Linked DNA regions of Macaca mulatta: region 1 is linked to region 2. Evidence: chromatin contacts called from public Hi-C data. All regions are on one chromosome and are shown on one strand. The core of a region is the stretch at or near the end of the contact, and the rest is flanking DNA. Distances in the headings are between cores, read along the strand shown. Region 1 holds the start of REDIC1 (regulator of DNA class I crossover intermediates 1). Region 2 holds the start of KIF21A (kinesin family member 21A).

Region 1 (6,468 bases), core at 3,535-6,034, 180 kb before region 2:
TAGAGAGTAGAGTGATGGTTACCCGAGGCTGAGAAGGTTAGTGGAGGACTGGGGGAGTGGAAATGGTTAATGGGTTGAAAAATATATTTAGATAGAATGAATAACATATAGTTTTGATAGCACAACAGAATGATTACAGTTAACATTTATCATACATTTTAAACTAACTAAAAGAGAATAATTGGAATGTTTATAACACAAAGAAATAATAAATGCCTGAAGTTATGGATACTTCATTTTCCCTGAAAGATTATTATGTATTATATGCCTGTATCAAAATATTTCATGTACCCCATAAACATATACACCTACTATGTACCTATTAAAATTAAAAAGAAAAATACATAAAAATTGCTCTACTGGACCTAAAATAGCACAGCGTTGGACTCTCTTATTAGCTATCAGTCATGCTAGCCTTACTCATGGAGGCATAAACAGCATGGAAAATGAGATTTTAGGTCAACATTTCAGCTATTACACATAACTATCTAATACCTAGTTCTTATTAGAACTGAGAGCTGGATGGGCCATTTCTTCTCCCTTACTAGAGTCACTTCTTTCCTTCCAGTCACAAGGAGGCAGTGAATTAGGCTAAGGAAAGAGTAACCTATGAGATGCATGTTCAGACAAGATATTTACTGGGTTTTCCTTCACAGAAAAAGACATTTCCTTGTGAACCAGGTATTAGATAGTTATGTGTAATAGCTGAAATGTTGACCTAAAATCTCATTTTCCATGTTGTTTATGCCTCCATGAGTAAGGCTAGCATGACTGATAGCTAATAAGAGAGTCCAACGCTGTTATTTTAGGGCCAGTAGAGCAATTAGGTAATCTCTTGGGTCAGGAAACAGTTCAAGAAAGCAATATGGCACAGATGAAATACTATTAAGCATTTATTGAGAAGGAAATCCATTCAAAATTCTCAAACCTTTAACAATTTATCTTTACCTATTTCTAAAAATTATTTACTTTCTGGATATTCATAATCTGAACATGCAACACATATATATGTTATGTATACATTTATGTATATACATGTATATATAATTCTTTTATTACAAAAATAATTTCTGATGTTTTACAGTTCATAAAACATATATAGTCTCTAATTTGTATTTTCTATATCTATAAACTCCATTTAATCCATCTCTTTCATGGATATCGGTAGTGTACGTGAGAATGTCACACTTGAGAGCACAGTGATTTGAGAATTATTGATTTTTAAAATTATTCTCATTGTTTCTCAAGATCTTTTCTAAGACGATTTCTCCCCTCTTAAGAAAATTTCAGTATTTTCCCATATAAACACACATAAAGTTGAGATGTCTGTGTGGAAAGTAGGCCTATATATGTTTTTTACTACAGTAACAAATGATTTTTTTCTCCTCTTTCTTTCCCAGTTTGGAATTCAAACTAAATTAACATTCTCTTAGCTTTAATTGCACACCGCCAATAGAAAAAAACTGAAAGAAGGCCGGGCGCTGTGGCTCACGCCTGTGATCTCAGCACTTTGGGAGGCCGAGGCAGGTGGATCACCTGAAGTCAGGAGTTCGAGACCAGCCTGGTCAATATGACAAAACCTCATCTCTACTAAAAATACAAAAATTAGCTGGGCATGGTGGTGGGCACCTGTGATCCCAGCTACTCGAGAGACTGAGGCAGGAGAATCACTTGAACCTGGGAGGCAGAGGTTGCAGTGAGCCTAGATTGTGCCATTGCACTCCAGCCTGGCAACAGAGTGAGGCTCCATCCCCCCCAAAAAAAGAAAGAAAGAAAGAAAAGAAAAGAAAAAACTGAAAGAAATATCTTGACATTCTTAGTTTTTTACTTACATGCCATATATTTTTACTTACGTGCCATATAGACTCAATTGTCTATACGGCTTCCTGTCTTCTTGAATCCTTCCTCTTCCTTATCTGAAGGCTTGTGCCTAGTCTCAGACACTACGACCAACTCTTACCCTTGAGATCAGGGTGAGGTGAATGGTGGGAGTGAAATTTAGGTGGTTAGAGTTAGGTCTTCACGTAAGTGGCTCAACATCAAATCAAATCTCACATTGATGTTTTCCACAGTTCAAGTAACTCACTTTCAACCTTCCTTGTACCATGATTCAGGTAACAAAATTTCTGTCTTGATCATTTTCCTGATAAACAATTCTTCATTCTCACAAGTCTCTCACTCCAGATGCTAAAAGCTTGTTTCTGCACTACAACCTCATTATCAGTTGGTAAACTGACCTACCTCCACCTAAGTCCTGTTTGAATCTCTAGTGTCCTTTGCTTCTAAATTTCTCACTGCCGTGCTCCTCCCCAATATGGTTGTATGAATTGCAAACCACTTGCCTCGACTTTCAGCTACTGTCTGACCCATGCGTCCTTCTGTGTACCATGTTCTGCCTAACAACATCCTGCCATCACCCCCAGTTAGGTTTACCCTGGCCTTTAACCTGTCCTGTCGCTGCTAACCCTTTTGTGTTTAGCTGTTAGGAAATGTGACAAAAATGAAAGGCAACCTTACCTTGCATACAACAAAAGCAAGAGCTTAGGAAGAAAAGAGTTTGACAATAACTTCCATGACCACTATGATCTGTACAGACAGGCTTAAAAGGTCTTAATGGGATGATGGAGTGTGCTACTAATATGGCCAGTTATCAAAAACACTTGCATGAGTTTGACACTCATGTGTCAGTCAATCTGCTGAATTGAATGCAAACAAATGAAGAGATATGTGATGACTGTCAGAATTAATATAACTACATAAGAAAGAAGTTTTAAAAACTTAAAAATATGATTACTTATAAAAGTGAGGACAGTTCTTTATTTGTGATAAACTCAGTAATGAAGATCATTTAATGCTGAGATGGATTTTATATTCCAGCACAGAGGTTTGCAAACTTCTCTAAAGGGCCAAATAGTATCTATTTTAGACTTTGTTGCATCCACCACTGTGGCTTGAAAAAAGCCATAGACAGATAATAAATGAATGGGTGTGACTGTTTTCCAATAAAACTTTCTTTATAAACACAAAAATGAGAATTTTATATAAATTTCACAGGACAAAATATTCCTCTTTTGATGTATTTTCAACCACTTTAAAAATGTAAAAATCATTCCTAGCTTAAGGGTCATATAAAATTAAGTGGCAGGCTAGATTTGGCCCACCAGTTGTAATTTGCCAACTTCTGTTCTAGCTTAATGCATATTTTCCTAAGGTTCTAATTGACTGGAAATGTGTATGTATGTTGGGGGCCAGCTGCTGGCAAACAAAACTGGCTATAGCTACTGAGTATGCTCAGTGTCACTTAGAAATCCCCAGAAGTTTCAGAATATACATCACTTCTGTAAGATTTCAGTAGATACCACAAGCAAAGGAGCAAGCAGAAAGGGAGTTTTCCGAGAGTTTTAATGAGATGGGGGCGGGGAGAGTGGACAGCAAAAAAGTGGTTTTTGCATATCCAAAAATATACTCAGCCTTGACTTAAAAAATGCTCTTGGCTGGGCGTGGTGGCCCACGTCTATAATCCAAGCACTTTGGGAGGTTAAGGCAGGTGGATCACTTGAGGCCAGGAGGTTGAGACCAGCCTGGCAAACATGGCAAGACCCATCTCTACTAAAACTACAGAAATTAGCCAGGTATGGTGGCGCACACTTGTAATCCCAGCTACTCGGGCTGCTGAGGCACCAACCTGGGAGGTGGAGGCTGCAGTAAGCCAAGATCGTGCCACTGCACTCCAGCCTGGGTGACAAAGAGAGACTGTCTCAAAAACAAAACAAAACAAAAAAAAGCTTTTTACATTTTTTCAAATATGCAGAATTGTCCTTGACTGTTGAACAGTTTAAATCCTCCATTATGGATGTGAAGAAATTTAAGACTCTTAGTTTTTATCAAATAACCAAATAGAAATAGGAAGTAGCCAGTAGATTATCTCTACAGCTAAACAAAACAAACAAAAAAGACACTTGCAAAAGACAAGGAATTCCTGAAAAATGAAGTAAGGTCCTAGAGAAGTTATTTCCATCATCCAACACCAGCTGAATTCCCAAATGGTTAAACTTTGACTATAAGTGCTACCACCCTCGAAGTAAAAACTACCTAACACATGGGAGTAGTAAAAATGAAACATTGATCTCATTTACTTAATAGTCGCCTCCTTGTAAATAATTATAAGTACATCAGATCTCCAGTTATGGGGCTGGAAGATTTTTATCATAAGGACAAGTAGGATGGAGGGGAAAAAGGGAGAATGTCTAGAGGCATAGCAAATAATTATTTTCCATAACACGGAAGACTTTTATCCTATTTATTTACAAGGGATACCCTCAATTACAACTTGTCTATTAGGTTCTGAGACCTTATGTGAAATCAGACCCCCAAAAAAGCCGGGGGTGGGGGGACGGAAAAACAGATCCAAGTGTTTGTATTTGATATTTGGCATTCTCCAGTGTCCCTCCCACTTATCACTTTCTTTTCTGATCCCTTTCAGATTCTTTCCATGCTTTTTCCATATTCATTTTATGTTGATCCTCTTGTCCCTCCTCCCTCATTTCCGTGGTTCCTTCTCCCTCCTCGTCTCGTTAAAACTCTTGGAAATCTCCCTTTCTGCTTGCTCTTGTTTGCGGTAGCTACTGAAATCTTACCGAAGCGATGTATATTCTGAAACTTCTGCGGGTTTCTAAGTGACACTGAACATGCTCAGTAGCTAGAGACGGTTTTGTTCGCTTGGAAATCTCCCTTTCTGCTTGCTCTTCTGTTTGCCGTAGCTACTGAAATCTTACCGAAGTGATGTATATTCTGAAACTTCTGCGGGTTTCTAAGTGACACTGAGCATGCTCAGTAGCTAGAGCGGTTTTTGTTCGCCAGCAGATGGCCTGATTCGACCTCTCCAAAAATAGACATTTAACTCTCTGAACTCCTGTTTAAGGAAGGATGTAATTCGTTTTGCTCTCTCCTCATTTTCAAGGTTCAAAGGGAAGCTGCTAAGATTCCAAGGTCCCACCGCCCTCACAGCCAATGAGGGGCCTGGGAGGGAGGAGCTTGGTGCAGCTGGAGCTTCTGAGAGAATTATTCCCGGTAGATGCAGCGGAGTCTGAGCTCTGCTGCATCTGTCACAGCAGAACAAAATTAAAAACAAAACAGTGGAAGAGAAACGCTGCAGACTATGGGACGCTGTAGGACTTTCTGAAACATTTGCTGGGGATTTCTGTGAAGCATGATCTTTTAAAACGAATTCTTTTGGAAGCCGGTTTGGGTAACTGGGAAAATGACACATATGCTAAATGCAGCAGCTGATCGAGTGAAATGGACCAGATCGAGTGCTGCTAAGAGGGCTGCCTGCCTGGTGGCTGCGGCATATGCTCTGAAAACCCTCTATCCCATCATTGGCAAGCGTTTAAAGCAATCTGGCCACGGGAAGAAAAAAGAAGCAGCTTACCCTGCTGCAGAGAACACAGAAATACTGCATTGCACCGAGACCGTTTGTAAAATACCTTCGCCTGGAGTGAATGCAGATTTCTTCAAACAGCTACTAGAACTTCGGAAAATTTTGTTTCCAAAACTTGTGACCACTGAAACAGGGTGGCTCTGCCTGCACTCAGTGGCTCTAATCTCAAGAACCTTTCTGTCTATCTATGTGGCTGGTCTGGATGGAAAAATCGTGAAAAGCATTGTGGAAAAGAAGCCTCGGACTTTCATCATCAAATTAATCAAGTGGCTTATGATTGCCATCCCTGCTACCTTCGTCAACAGTGCAATAAGGTACCTGGAATGCAAATTGGCTTTGGCCTTCAGAACTCGCCTAGTAGACCATGCCTATGAAACCTATTTTACAAATCAGACTTATTATAAAGTGATCAATATGGATGGGAGGCTGGCAAACCCTGACCAATCTCTTACAGAGGATATTATGATGTTCTCCCAATCTGTGGCTCACTTGTATTCTAATCTGACCAAACCTATTTTAGATGTAATCCTGACCTCCTATACACTCATTCAAACTGCTACATCCAGAGGAGCAAGCCCAACTGGGCCCACCCTATTAGCAGGACTTGTGGTATATGCCACTGCTAAAGTGTTGAAAGCCTGTTCTCCCAAATTTGGCAAACTGGTGGCAGAGGAAGCTCATAGAAAAGGCTATTTGCGGTATGTGCATTCCAGAATTATAGCCAATGTAGAAGAAATTGCCTTTTACAGAGGACATAAGGTAAGATAGAAATTAAGGTGATGGGTGAAATGTGAGACTGTTCAAGCTGCCACTGCAGTGCCAGATACCATCTGTTGTCCTGTCGATGGACCCACTTCTTTAGTGTCTTAGATTCCTCTGACATCTAAACCTGTATTAAAATACATGCTTCATTACCCCTTTTAACCGTAACCAGTTAAAGAATTATAGGGTGCAAACTTTTCTAAAGTGTCATGAGAATAAAATTTGCAACACTCTGAAAAAGCCTACTTAGCCTCAGTTACTCAAAT
Region 2 (6,088 bases), core at 781-3,280:
CATTCCAGCCTGGGCGACAGAGCGAGACTCTGTCTCAAAAAATAAAATAGGTTGGGCGCGGTGGCTCATGCCTGTAATCCCAGCACTTTAGGAGACCAAGGCGGGTGGATCACAAGGTCAGGAGTTCGAGACCAGCCTGGCCAATATGATGAAACCCTGTCTCTACTAAAAATACAAAAATTAGTTGGGCATGGTGGTGCATGCCTGTAGTCCCATCTACTCAGGAGCTGAGGCAGAAGAATTGCTTGAACCCGGGAGGCAGAGGTTGCAGTGAGCCGAGATCACACCATTGCACTCCAGCCTGGCGACAGAGCAAGACTTTGTCTCAAAATAAAATAAAATAAAAAGAACTTTTTTTTTTTTTTTTTTTTTTTTTTTTTAAAGAGGGTCTTGAATTATACAAATTTCTCTTTAGTTTTCTTGCTAAATGTGCTGGGCCATTCTTGCTTTCCTTGCAGCTTTCATCAACAAAAGCAGCAAGGTGGCCAGTCCAGATCCACCCAGATATGGGCTTGCCAGGTCAGGGTGAAATGCAGCTCCGATTTGTTAATGGATAAATTTTGAGGCTGAAGGCCCTCCAAAGAGTAACCAGAGGAGAGCTTTCCTACCAATTTGATCTATAGAAGGATACTCAGCATCTCTACCCTCTTTACCTCCCAGTTACATGTCTGTTAAGATTTAGGGGTAGTGAGATTAAGGGACAGAATAAATTTAAAACTATCATTATATACCCCATCTGCCTTCCCATGCGTTTAAATCATCAAACACTTCTTGTTTTTCCCAAAGTGTTGCAGCCTTCTCTGAGCCACGCTGCTGTATCACTGCTGAACAAGATGATTAGGTGTGTGATTGTAGATTGTAGGCATTTGAGGTAGTGCCTTTATTTGGATAGTGCCATTTAATCTATGATACTATTTTGTATGAAGCCACATGTTTGTTTATAGAGATGTATGGAGCAGTCCACAAAAGATACTCTGTGGCAAAGCTAATAAAGGCTGTTTCCACAGAGCTATCTGAAGGCATGTAGAAGCACAATAGTGACAAACAGAAACCACAATGGGTCAATGTTGAGAGAATCCTGGGATTGGGAGGTGCTTTTTAAAGGCCAGAAGGGAAAGAAAATCAGTTTGGAAGGATTTACTACACAGCAGGTCTTGGTGGATATATTCAGTTCTGGGAACACTTGGCAGTACCAGGGTGCAGTTCATTTACCAGTGTACAAATGATTGAACAGAAACGCATTCAGGAATCTCGAGTAAATCATTTCCGTATCTCACCCGAGCTGGTAAACTGGCGATGGACTGTACAACAGCCCAGCTGTCCAGAGACAGGGGACAAACCCGGGAGTCCGTTTAGCATGAATGATCGACTCCAGGGAGGGAGGAGGGAGAGCGTTCAGCTGGGGGCTAGGGAAGGGGGTCAAAGTCCAAGCTGCAGACAGGACAATAAGGCTATACGTGGGACACAAAGCCGAACCGGAGCAGCAGCTGGCTGGCTCCCGGCGCGCCGCTGAATCAAGCTTCGATTTTAGAAGGGACCTGGCAGCAGCGCCTGCACAGGCTGCTTCCTTCTCCTAGAAGAGCCTGGAAGGGCGCACAGGCTGGTCGCCCTCGGGCGAGGGCAGCCGGCCGCAGGCATCCTTCCCCCTCTCCTCCCTGCCCAGTAGCGCCAGGCAGTGACCCGCCGAGGGCAGGGCGGGGCGCAGGCTGGGGGAGGGCTAGGTAGGGCCCAGCCGCGCGGCCGCGGCTGACGCAGTGCGGGGCGAGGAGCCGGGAGAGCCCCGGCGGGCGTGGAGTCCCCAGTCCGGCCGCTGGGAGGCCGCGTCCCCACCGGAGGGGGCAGGGCGCACTCACCCGGCCGCCCCGAGGCCGCCGGCGGCCTGTTGGCTTCTCCACCGGCGCGGTCACCGTTCAAGCGCGCTCCGTCCCCGCCCCAGATCCTGGGGGGTGAGCGGGGGAGAAGGGGCGGGCACCCGCGAGCAGTGAATCACCTCCTCCTCTTGCTGCCTCACCGCCGCCGCCACCTTTCCATTCAGTCGCCCAACATGGCTGGAGCGCGGCGGAGGTGAGCCGGCCGCCCGCAGACGCCCCAGCCTACTGTGCCCGAGTCCCGCGGCCCCGGCGGCGCCTCAGCTCTGAGGTGCGGAGGCCCAACGGCCCTGTCGCCGCCCGCCGCCAGCATGTTGGGCGCCCCGGATGAGAGCTCCGTGCGGGTGGCTGTCAGGTGAGGACGGGCTGCCGGCGGCGGGCGGCGGGCGGCGGGTTGAGGGCGCGGCAAGGACCTGGCTGTGGCCCGGGGGCACCGGCTGCCGGGGTGGAGCGACCTGAGGGGCGTCCCGGCCGGGGTCTGCGGCTGAGGAAACTGAGGCAGTGGGTCCCCGCCGGCCTGGCACGCGCGGCCGGGTGCTGGCAGGGAGACTGCGCCGCCCTCACGCCGTCTGTGTTTGCAGGTGGCTGGCGGCTGCTCGGCCCCGGGTTCCTGGGGGGCGTCTTGACTTCTCCGGGGGAAAAGCCCTCGTCACTCCCCTCCGTCCCCTCGCCGGATCAGTCGCCGCAGGTCTGGCCGCCTTGGACTATCGCCTGTCCGGGAGGAGCTGCCTCTGCGCGGGGCTGTGGTGTTCTTTTTTATTAGTTCTAGAATGTCTGTCATACGTGTCCATGCAGCTCCGGCCTTCCCAGGCAGGAGACAAAGCATCTGACTGTCAGCGCCGGCGACCACAGGGCCCGCCGCGCGCCCACTCGGGTTCTGATGTCTGTGCAAATGGGACATCTTTTTCAGCATCACGGGAATCTAGATATGCCCTCGCGTGTGGGTAGAAGAGACAGATCTGGCCTCTTGGGTGTTTGAATGGAAGTGGAATTTAAGGTAAAATCCACCGGGGAGAGGTCTACAGAAGGAAGAAAACTCTTTAGCCAGAGAAGGGTGAAAGGGGTGACTGTGTGAAACATACTGACGTTAGGCAGGGTGGATGCAATGTAATCGTAACGTTATACAGGCCAGGGTGTGAGTGGAAATACTAGGTACATCAAAATTATATTTCTGCCAATGACAGGCACGAGTATTCGATGTAATTTAGGCTGGTTTGATACTTATCAAGAAGGAAAGCTCTGATAGTTGCTCATGGAAAATTGCAACATCATCACACTGTGTGAAAAATTAATGAAGCATTCATTCTAGAGTAAGTGCGTGACTTTCACAGCTCTGAGAGTCTACTGTTAATTCGCTTCCTTTATTTATGCTTTAAGGATTATAAAAATAATCTACACTCCAAGAAATTAGAAATTATTAACAATCTCCCAGTCTTGTAGTCTTTCCAGAAAATTATTTTAAAAATTCTCCCCTCTAAGCATTTCTATAGTTACTATTTTAGTGACACATCTTGGGTTGGGAATAGTAATGGCTGTTTTGTATACTTTGTATCTTTAATTAAAGAATAAAATGAGTTTTTAAGTTTTTTTTTTTTTTTCCCCACCCAGGGAGGTGACAGGTTTATGACTGGTTAGAATCACCTGTTAGAAGGCTTTTGAAGTTTTAATTAGGCCTTGGTTATTCTAGGGTTACTTATCCAATTGTTAGATTAGTCTGTTTCTCCTATTCACTGCTACTACCTCTCTTTTAGCCCTTTAATACCAGTTAATGACTGCACCGGGGTGGAGAAAGGGGAAGGAAAAAGACAAAAAACCCAATAAGGGGCAATTTTGTTAGGAGAGCTGATCGAGGAAGGTGAAGAAGGTGCATACAGTATTAGTGAAAACAATTTGTTTTTAGAAATTTGAGATTTTTATGTGTGAATTCTCTGGACTATCACAAGGCAGTTTGTTGACCATTCTGTTAAATCCGATGCTTCTTTGCCTGTAGAGACATGGATGACCCTAAACTGATGTTGACTGATAAATAACTTGTATTTTGTTTTGATGTGCATGTTAGGACTTTTTAGGTGAATGACTGTCGGTTTGATTTTTGGAGAAAGGCTTTATAAAAACTTCAACATAACTTAGTAAGCCACATTGCAAAGATTCCATTTGTTGAATTCAGGACTCCTTCTCCCTTCCCTTCCCTTCCCCTCCTTTCCCTTCCCTTCCCTTCCCTTCCCTTCCCTTCCCTTCCCTTCCCTTCCCTTCCCTTCCCTTCCCTTCCCTTCCCTCCCCTCCCCTCCCCTCCCCTCCCCTCCCCTCCCCTCCCCTCCCCTCCCCTCCCCTTCCCTTTTCCCTTCCCTTTTCCCTTCCTTTCCTTTCCCCTTTCCTTTCCTTTCCTCTTTCTTTTTTTGAGACAGGGTTTTGCTGTATCATGCAGGCTAGAGTGTCGTGGTGCCATCATAACTCACTGCAACCTCAACCTCTTGGGCTCAAGCAATCCTCTCATCTCAGCCTACTGAGTAGCTGGGATTACAGGCATGTGCCACCTTGCTTGTCTAATTTTTATACATTTTTGTAGATATGGAGCCTCCCTATGTTGCCCAGGATGGTCTTGAACTCCTGGGCTCAAGCCGTCCCTCCCAAATTGCTGGGATTACAGGCATTAGCCACTGCACCTGGCTAAATCGGGGATTTCTTTCATTAAATACATTGTTCTCTGAACAGAGCTACCCTGTAAACTTACTTTATATAGGATAAAAATAGCTTATGCTCATATAGCACTTTAGTATTTATAAAGTATTTGGACTTATATTGTTCATTTATAACCATTATTTATTGAAGATATATCCTCATCTCTGTTATCCTGATTTCTGGGCTAAAAGTACTGATAATAGTTTGACTTAAACTGTGTGCCAGGATTAGTGCTGTGTTAAGATGTTTTATCTCATGTAAAGTCTTATTTATTCCTCATAACAGTCTGTGACTTAGGTCCTGTTATTATTATGGCCATTTGCAGATGACGCACAGAAAGATTAAGTAAACCATCCAAAGTTAAATCGGTAGCAAATGAGAGAGCCAGGGTTCCAACCCAGATAGCTTGACTCAATAGACCAAGTTCTTAACCACTAACCCTGCAGAGGTGAGAGGCAAGAACATGGCTTTGCAAAGTTTCGCTTAGGTTTGGGTCAGTTGCCTGTTCTTGATTTGGTGTTAGTTCGGTTACTGAATGACTTTCACAGGTTATTCATATTTTGATATTGCCAGGAAAGATACAGCTAAGACAGGACCTGAACTTAACTAAAATATTTCCTCAAATTATTTAATCTTTCCAGCATCCTGTTACCCTACCCTTCAGTTTGTGACAGCTTTCCTCAGCAGAATAAATAAATCAATACAAAATTGTATGTCTATATACAAAATCAACAAAAACATTTGACCTGCTTTTTTCCTTTAAGGAGTAATACAATCGTGGAAATGCATCCTAGAGGTGCTTATGTTTTATTAGAGGCTTATCAGTATGTTAAAGCTGATGACTCTATTGTAGGTTTCTCAAGATAAGTGAATGGGTTATATACAGCTTTGGGAGAAAGATGTTAAACAGAAAGTTTCTCATTTAGGGAGAGCAATTTTTACTCAGTTTCCAAAAATACCTTTTGGCAGTATATTTGAGATGTTCTGTGGGGTTTCTTTCATTGAGATAGATATGAATTTGGATAATAGCCCTTGCTATCCAACCCCATGTGGCTATTAAGTGCTTGAATTATGATTAATGCTACTGAGAAACTAAATTTTTAATTTTATTTAATTTAAATTAGTTAAAATTTAAATTTAAAAATTGGTCCTTCATCCAGTTATTAGAAACTTTTGAGTATGTTTCGAACAACTTGGATCTACTTTTTCAACAGTAAAGTTTTGAAATAGAAATAGTGATACAAGTATTTCTGATGAAAATTTAGTGTACATATTGACTAGAACTGTAAGTGTAATAGATATACATTGGCTTTCAAAGACTTACTCTGAAGAAACAAATGTAAATATTTCAATTTTTATATTGACTATATGTTGAAATGATAACACTTTGCTTACATTTAGTTAAATAAAATATAATTAAAATTAATTTTCATATTATCTGTGTCTATTGGATACCACTGTACTATAACTTAAAAATGTGAGGAATACATTTAGAATAAAACTTTTCACAGACATCCCATCATGGACTAATCACATCCTTA

What was found. Hi-C and Micro-C count contacts between places; a contact is called where the count stands out from the background.
Region 1: a Hi-C map of fetal cortex germinal zone shows a contact between it and region 2, with 3 times the contacts expected there. The contact joins the promoter of REDIC1 here to the promoter of KIF21A in region 2. A contact is called at or near these places in 2 of 14 Hi-C or Micro-C datasets (fetal cortex germinal zone and fetal cortical plate).

Annotation. Positions count from the first base shown.
Region 1 is chr11:46,485,576-46,492,043 of T2T-MMU8v2.0, reverse strand. REDIC1 (regulator of DNA class I crossover intermediates 1) reads right to left here and starts at 4,784. Exons shown (of 14, transcript XM_077953861.1): 1 at 4,638-4,784. It overlaps ABCD2 (ATP binding cassette subfamily D member 2), which reads left to right and starts at 5,073. Exons shown (of 12, transcript XR_013400960.1): 1 at 5,073-6,199.
Region 2 is chr11:46,300,098-46,306,185 of T2T-MMU8v2.0, reverse strand. It overlaps KIF21A (kinesin family member 21A), which reads left to right and starts at 2,030. Exons shown (of 33, transcript XM_077953857.1): 1 at 2,030-2,223. The coding sequence starts at 2,180.